2 separate regions of the Mus musculus genome follow, and region 1 is linked to region 2. The links are chromatin contacts, called in public promoter capture Hi-C maps. All regions are on one chromosome and are shown on one strand. The core of a region is the stretch at or near the end of the contact, and the rest is flanking DNA. Distances in the headings are between cores, read along the strand shown.

Region 1 (4,089 bases), core at 720-3,219, 170 kb before region 2:
GAGTGTCATAGCTACAGAGTGCTTGGGAGCTGCTGTCTGCACTCTGCAGTCCACCCCACATTCTTCTCTAGATTTTTCCATTCTTTCCACCCCCTCTTCAACAGTGTTCCCTGTACTGTGAAGGGCATGTTAGAGACACCCCATTACAGCTGGGCATTCAACATTCATTTATATGTGTACCTTGACCAGTCACCGCTGATCACTGCAGAACAGAACCTCTCTGACCAATGCCAATAGTAGTAGCACTCTATGGCCACAAACACAGTTATAGAGAAGGCAATTTGGGAGGCATATCATGTCCACTTAGAAAATATAAAAACTCTCTCACTAGGCCAAATAACCTCACAAGCCACAGGCTTTCAACTAGGTTTATAATACCAGAAGTCAGTTTCTTCTTATGGACCCAGGACCAAATCCAATCAAAGAACAGCTGGTTACCCCCATAACAAACCTGACTAACACATTGCACCAGCAGGCTCACCTTGAACAACGCGTCCACAGCTGAGTAAGACTTACTGAGAATCCTCCCCTGGCAGCCTGCATAGCACCTTCTGGAATTCTGAGGGCTGACCAGCAAGGAGGAAAATTCCAGTCCAGTTCCAGCTTGACTTTCCCTGTCCTATGATCAAGGCATGTGGTGTCTTATCAATGGGGTATTACCGTCTAGTTCTGGTCAGCAAATAGCAGCTTGGACAGTTGCCTGTGTTACTTTGGGCTCTGCAAGGTCTTTCCTGGCTAATAACTTATAGCAAGGCAGCCCACATCTGGAACTGAGATTTCCATTTAATAATACATTAATTTTTTTCCATCTATACAAAGTAACTCGATGCACTCTTTTTGAGGAACTTTATTGTTTGATTTAATTACCAAGTGTATTTTTTTCTGGTTTTTCTTACACATCACTACTGTGGATTACGTCTCTCCTCTACACCCCCCCCCCATCACCCTGGCTCCCCTTCCCAACGCGTTCCCTCCCACCCAGGGGGCCCCTCTTCCATTTTCATGTCACATTTATTCTACAGCCAACACAGACACATACATACACACATACTATCACACATGGAAGCACACACGTAACCACACAGAGACACACAAACATAGAAACACATGCAAACCACACACATAGAATTCTGAAACAAAATAGAACATTAACTTTTCTCCTCAGGAAAAAAATACCCTCAGTTTTGACTGTGGCTCTTAAATTTTCCCTTCAAAATAATCTAGCTGTGCCCAGAAGTTTATGTCTATAATCCCAGAGATTGGGAAGCCTACACAGGACAATGGCCGGGCGTTTGAACATAGCCTGGATGACACAACAACACCCTGTCTCAAACAGCAAACAAATGAGCACTCGAAACTAAATCTAGACATTTTGACAGATGTAAGGGTTAAAGCAGCTTGTGATAAGCAGACTTGAAGAAATGCAGGAAGAGTTTCAGGGAGCCATTCTCTTACCTGGCAAGCAAGTGCCCGGATAAAAGTGTGGTCCTCAAGGCTGCTCTATGGTTTGATCATTGCCTATCGTCACTGGCTTCTCAGCACAGAGAACGCTATCATAGTTGCCAATAGTAGCACTGGGGAAAGCACACTGTGAACTTGGAGGGAGACTCACTCTGTGTCGAAATCCTAATTTATAGTCTATTCCAGACCACAGGGCCGGCAACTTAAAACCAATGTGTACAAAAAAAGCAAATGGTGCGCACAAGTTTCAGTCTACCGTGACAGCAGAAAGGAGTTTGAACTTGTGTAGCCTGTTCGCTCGTCTGAGTGAATGCTGAGAAGGTGTGAAGGACTCCAGCCCCAGAGAAGAGGGTGGACTTGAAAGCGGGCTGATTCGATTCTTCATTTCTACTCCTCTTTCTCCCTCTCCCTCCCTCCCCTTCTACCGTCTTCCCATCCTTCCTTCTTCCTGAGATGATTTGCTCTTACCATGAGGTCACGCTGCCCTCAAGCTTGTGGTAACTGACCCCCTGCCTGCAGGGATTACCACATGACCCTCAACATGTGGCTCTCTTCCTTACACTCCGTGTGAAGACTGAAGCACTTATAAATCCTAAACGTAACACCGAGACAAAACAGTACGTTTGTGTCTCTCCAGCAGCTGCACATGGCAGAGAACATGCCAGTCTTCCTCTCGCAAAGAATGCTGGGCGGGAAAATGTTCCTACCAGACTTCAGGGTGAGCTGATCCTCAGAAACTCATTATTCTTTATAAAATAATATTTGAATGGGTGTGGTGACACACGCCTTTATTCCCAGCACTTGAGAGGCAGAGACAGGCGTATCTCTTGAGTTGGCAGCAACTGTTCTATATAGCAATTTCCAGAACAGGACTACACAGAGAAACCCTGTCTGGGTAACAAACAAACAAGAGACTATGTAGTTTATTTAGGCTTATTGTATCTGTGACGGCTACTCTTGGTTGTCAACTTGACTACATCTGGGATGAACTGCAATTCAGAAATGAAGGGCACACCGGTGAAATATTTTTGCTTTGTTTGAAGTGGTTGGATCCACGTCTTGTCTAGATATCTAAGGTAGGAAGACACATACATGCCTTTCATTCAGATCTCGAGGACATGAGAAAAGGAAGCTTTTGCTCTGTGTCTGATTGCTTCTGTCTTTCTAGCAGGTCCATGCCTCCACTGGCATTAGAGCCTACCTCTTTGGGATTCTAGTGGCTACTGAAGACCAGCTGAGACAGCCAGCCTCATGGCCTAAGCAACTTCTGGATTCTTGGACTTCCCATTCATTGATTCTGCCTCTATAGACAACCCTGACTAATATAGCACTCAAAATTGGGGACAAATATAAAGATTAAAAGTAAGCAGGTGAATAAATAAATAAATCTCACTAGGGATATAGCTCTGTGTAAGAACACTTAATACACTTGATACACAAAGCCCTAAGTTCAGTCCCTAGTGCAAGCACACACACACACACACACACACACACACACACACATATCAGATGTAAAGAAAAAGAGAGAAGAGGCAAGCATGGTGTCTCAAATCCTGGAAGTTGTGGTAGGAAGATTTTGACGAGCTAAAGACTGTACTCTTAGCGGGAGTTCAAGGCTAGCCTGGGCTACAGGATAACTTTTTCATTCTCTTTCTTTTCCTCAAAACAAACAAACAAACAAACAAATAGTAAATTTTTTTAAAGAAATGAATAAATCACATGTATCTAACAACGAAACTTTAAAATATATGTGGCGCTCTCCAGAACTTGTATAGAAGCCAGATGTGGTGCAGATGTGGTGCTGACCTTGGGTTCCTGCTGATAGGGTGTCAGAGACAATGGATGGAGCCCTGGGGCTTGCTTAGCCTAGGCTCCTTGATGAATTCTAGGTCACATAGAGACCTTGTCTCAAGAAAAAGTTAGATGCTGTCTGAGGAATGACACAACTTGTCCTCTGTCCTCTGAAAGTACCCAAATACAATACATATTTCTCTCTCTCCCTCTCCCTCTCTCTCTCTCTCTCTCTCTCTCTCTCTCTCACACACACACACACACACACACACACACAAACACACACATACAGAATTTGTGTGACAAAAACTGACTAAATTAAGCATCCATGGGACAATTCCAGTACCATACCTGGAGATTTAAATGCTCCAGTAACTGCATGAATGACTATGTCAGGGAGGAGGTGCTACAAGAGAGACCCTGTTATACCCCTCAAGTCACACAAAAAATTTCAAAGTGAGCAGACACGACAGACTTCTTGTTTTATCTCTGAGACAGAGATTTGCCCTGACCCCAGGCTGGCCTTCAACTCACAATCCCACTGTCTCAGACATGTTCTGATGTTCTGCATTCAGTGTTCTTCCATCATAATACCTCTGCCATCTACAAGTAGCCCAGGTCTCTGTGCCTGTCCCAGCTGAGGCCCCTCTCCTTGTGTTCTCTCCACACCACATCAAGCATCATTCACACCAAGGCTTTGCTCCTCCATCATACATAGTGTGGATCTTAGCAGTCTCAGCCGGCAGACGGTTTGTTTATTAAGCTGTTGCTTTGCTAATGGCCTGAAGGACGGCGAAGGCAGGCGAGGCACTGTCATGTTCTCTCATCATCCTTCAT
Region 2 (3,903 bases), core at 1,120-3,619:
TGACATAAATTTTATTTGTATATAACATTGTCTAGTTATGTTTCTTATTTGCATTGAGGGTCCAAAGGGGATAACAATGTTTGAAGATATATGAACAATATCACATATTATATCCCTACCAGCCAATTTGGGAGACTTGAGCTTACACTCGAGATACTAAGCATTTATTACTCTATATGAATAAGTCATATGGAATATTGAGAGAAGAAGAAGAAGAAGAAGAAGAAGAAGAAGAAGAAGAAGAAGAAGAAGAAGAAGAAGAAGAAGAAGAAGAAGAAGAAGGAGGAGGAGGAGGAGGAGGAGGAGGAGGAGGAGGAGGAGGAGGAGGAGGGGGGAGGGGGAGGAGGAGGGGAGGGGGAGGAGGAGGGGAGGGGGAGGAGGAGGGGAGGGGGAGGGGGAGGGGGAGAGGGAGAAGGAGAAGGAGAAGGAGAAGGAGAAGAAGAAGAAGAGGAGGAGGAGGAAGAAGAAAGGGCTTTAGTTATTCAGCAATTCAGCAATTTCCAGTGTTCTAGGCCTGCTCATTTTAAGCTGAAGAAAGTCACCCTTTGGGGACTAATTTACATTGATAACATGTTGTAACTTAATGGGCCCTCTGCAAAGCTGAGTCTGTGAATGGGATCAATAGTGCATATTCTTTATGCAGGCTTTTTAATGCATTTAAACACATCTGAGTATTAGTCTTAATAAGCTTTGCAAGCTTTGACTATTATTGCTTCTTAGAGAGCTAATAAGAAATACAGATCTGCACACTGTATTTCCATTAAGCAAGCAAATTCACATTATAAGTCATTTGGAAACTAATTATTTAGGAAAAAGAAAGCCATGCTACTGGCTGGGAAAAGTTACCACCATATTCCTAGGATATAAAATTATCCATTTCCCCCAGGAATATCATCCCCAAAACAATGTCAAAGTTTATTTGTTTTTGTTTTTGTTTTCCCAGCTCGAAGCAAGTCTTCATGAAAACCTCCAATTTGCAGAGACCAGCCTTTCTCCTTGAGTTTGCCGCCTCCAAATTGGGTAGACTCAGGAGGCTGATCTGTGTGTTCTAACTACTGGGTGGCCACTGTTGAAGTGACACTGTCTCCCATGCAGGGGACCTTCCACATCTTTTCCCCCACCCATTTTTTCCCAAGTAACATTTTCTAGTTCCCAAATAAGAAAGGAGTCCACACATGTGTCTAAACCCTCTACTTTTCTGGAAGCATAAACCTTATTCTGATGGGAATTAGGGGAGGGAAAAATGTGCTTTGGCTCTAACCATGTGGAATCACTTCATGTATAGAGACATCCTTCTTCCTTTCAGGTTGGCTAGGCCAAAGTCCATTACTGAGGGGACCAGAGATGGAATAGATTTTGTTGGAAGGGAATATTATTTCATCTCAATGGGAGGTAGAGACATTCAATAGCCCCCAATACTTTCTGGTTTGACATAAATATCTCTGTCCTGTGTTGAGAGAAACCCTAGTCTAGAACAATTATGAGGTGTCTCCCATAGTAAGGGGAATGGTGGGCATGCATATAAGGGAGGAATTTGATTGATTCTTCCTTGACTCTAACTACCACATTGTATTTTCACTATATTTTTGAACATTAAATGCCTCTTAGGTTTTTGCCAAGAATTTTTTTTTTTAAGATTTATTTATTTATTATATGTAAGTACACTGTAGTTGTCTTCAGACACTCCAGAAGAGGGCGTCAGATCTTGTTACAGATGGTTGTGAGCCACCATGTGGTTGCTGGGATTTGAACTTCGGACCTTTGAAAGAGCAGTCGGGTGCTCTTACCCACTGAGCCATCTCACCAGCCCCGCCAAGAATTTTTAAAACATCAAAATCCAATCTACATAATAGCCAATTAACTCAGGGGTCCATAATTGAGGTTCTGATCTTTAAGTACACATGGACTGGAAACTTATATACCAAGTATTGGCCCAAAACTCAAACATTATGCATGAATACAACCTATCTAAAAGATCTTGAGCCATAGTGACTTTTCCTTGCAGGTAATGAGCCCTCACTTGGATTTATTCTGCACTTGGACTTGAATGGGTAATGACTCATCCTCTGGGGTCTGATTCCATTTCAAGAGAACATTGGGCAAAGGGTCAGGGACAATTGGTCTTTGTTTAAATTGGCCCCAGTAAAGATGTCTCACTTCCAATCTGCTGGGAGTTAGCATTTCCCTTTCTTCTTCGCTTCAGCAGATGAGCAGAGAGGGTCGGAAGTAAAATTTAGTAATGGAATTGACTCAGGACTTAAGAATCTTCAGAAAACAAATAGAATATACGACACTTGAGATAGTAGATCTACGCCAGAAGCTGTGGGCGTGTTTTTTTAACTAGAGTGACTTAATGTGTAGCCAGGGGACACTGCATGTCAGTAAGAATCCTGCTGAGTCACAGCCAAATTGGAGGTATATGTATTTCTATGACTAAGCTTAACCCAAATGTTTCCCCAAGAAATAAACTTCATATAATGACTCAAGGCTCCAAAGCAATAACCATGCAAATGGTTTTACTAAAACATGTTTCTTCTTCCTAGTTTTACTGTACTGAGGGAGGGTTGAAATTACTACATTTAAATGAAACTCCTAGTATAATATCTTACATGTGATAGAGTCTGCGGGTCGATAGTCATCGATTAAAGGCATAGATTAGTGATACCTAGCTGGGGGTGCCATTTCTACTTGAAGGTGAAACAATCCATCAAATTTATTGTATGTTGAATTGCCCTTTGTTTTTAAATTTGTTTTGCTTTTTAAAACAGGGTCTTGTGTAGCCCAAGCAGGCTTGGTGATGCTATTAGCTAGGAATGAACTTCAACTTCTGGACTAACCACCTGCATCCTATGCCCCCAAGTGCTGGTATGTGCCACCAAACCTGACCATAATAGATAATAGATAGATAAATGATAGATAGATAGATAGATAGATGCATACATACATACATACATACATGCATACATACATACACATAGGCAGATGATAAATTCATTGACTTATTGGTTAATTGATTTTTTTTTAAGAGAGGAAGAGTGGTTTATTTCCTCTTACAATTTGAGGGTATGTCCCATCAGAAGACATGGTGACATAAGCAGTGGTCACATTGGGTCCTCTGTCAGGAAGCAGAGAGGGGGATGGGCACTCCACAGTGGCTTTTATAAGGAGCTTTAAAGCTGAGTATGGAAGTATTTCAAGGTGATTATGGAGTTAGAACAGAAGCAGCCGCTGAGTAAAATTGTTTTATCTGAAATATTTCCTGTGGAGAAAGAATCACTGTAGGTTTGTTTAGAATTTGGTTGCCAGAAACATTCATCCATTGTCAGAACACAGACTACCTGCCTGCTAGTCTCTAGTGGGGCCCATGGGAGCTGTTTTCTTCTACTTCTAGGTAATGCTCTGGGGAAGGTGTCTTTCCTTACGTACATTCAGCTCAATTCCAGGACTCTTGTTGAAGGATGGTCTACGGAGGGAGGAGGGCACTGTAGAAGCCCTGGATTCCTTAGATGGTTGGAATACTGAGGAGAGTCACAGTTATCCAGCGAGAGACTGAATCCACCACACTGAATATATACAGTGTAATAGAAACTGCATCATAGGTTTTGAAATAAGAATCCTTATTGTTAGGCCAGGCTGGTGCTGCATATCTTTAAATCCAGCACTTGAGAGGCCGAGGCAGGCAGATCTCTGAGTTTGAGGCCAGTCTGGTCTACAGAGTGAGTTCCAGGAGAGCCAGGGCTGCACAGTGAGATCCAGTCCCAAAACAAAACAACAACACCCTCCCCCAAAACAAAAACCAAAACCAAAACCAAACCCCAAACCCTCCAACACTGGAGATTGCTGTTAAGTGTGGTTTCTTATTTGTGAAACAACGATGATAACCCTGTTCTGTAGAGGAACGGG

Evidence for each region. Capture Hi-C pulls out chosen DNA fragments and counts their contacts.
Region 1: a contact with region 2 is called in a promoter capture Hi-C map of adipose tissue. The contact joins two enhancer-like sites. A contact is called at or near these places in 8 of 484 Hi-C or Micro-C datasets (the AML12 cell line, B cells, CD8 T cells and 5 more), 7 of 115 datasets of contacts at active chromatin or transcription factors (embryonic stem cells, pancreatic cancer cells and trophoblast stem cells) and 3 of 9 other capture datasets (adipose tissue, liver and pancreatic islet).

The regions. Positions count from the first base shown.
Region 1 is chr10:21,971,426-21,975,514 of GRCm38.p6, reverse strand. All of the region lies in intron 3 of Sgk1 (serum/glucocorticoid regulated kinase 1), which reads right to left. Among named protein-coding and RNA genes, the nearest start is that of Gm34267, 85 kb to the left of the region's middle. Within about 2 kb of position 1,969, at least 7 of the 459 cell types and tissues checked have an H3K27ac peak or open chromatin away from gene starts, as enhancers often do. A contact at or near this core is called in adipose tissue, where this site is marked.
Region 2 is chr10:21,800,102-21,804,004 of GRCm38.p6, reverse strand. No RefSeq gene overlaps it. Among named protein-coding and RNA genes, the nearest start is that of Platr6, 56 kb to the left of the region's middle. Within about 2 kb of position 2,369, at least 49 of the 459 cell types and tissues checked have an H3K27ac peak or open chromatin away from gene starts, as enhancers often do. A contact at or near this core is called in adipose tissue, where this site is marked.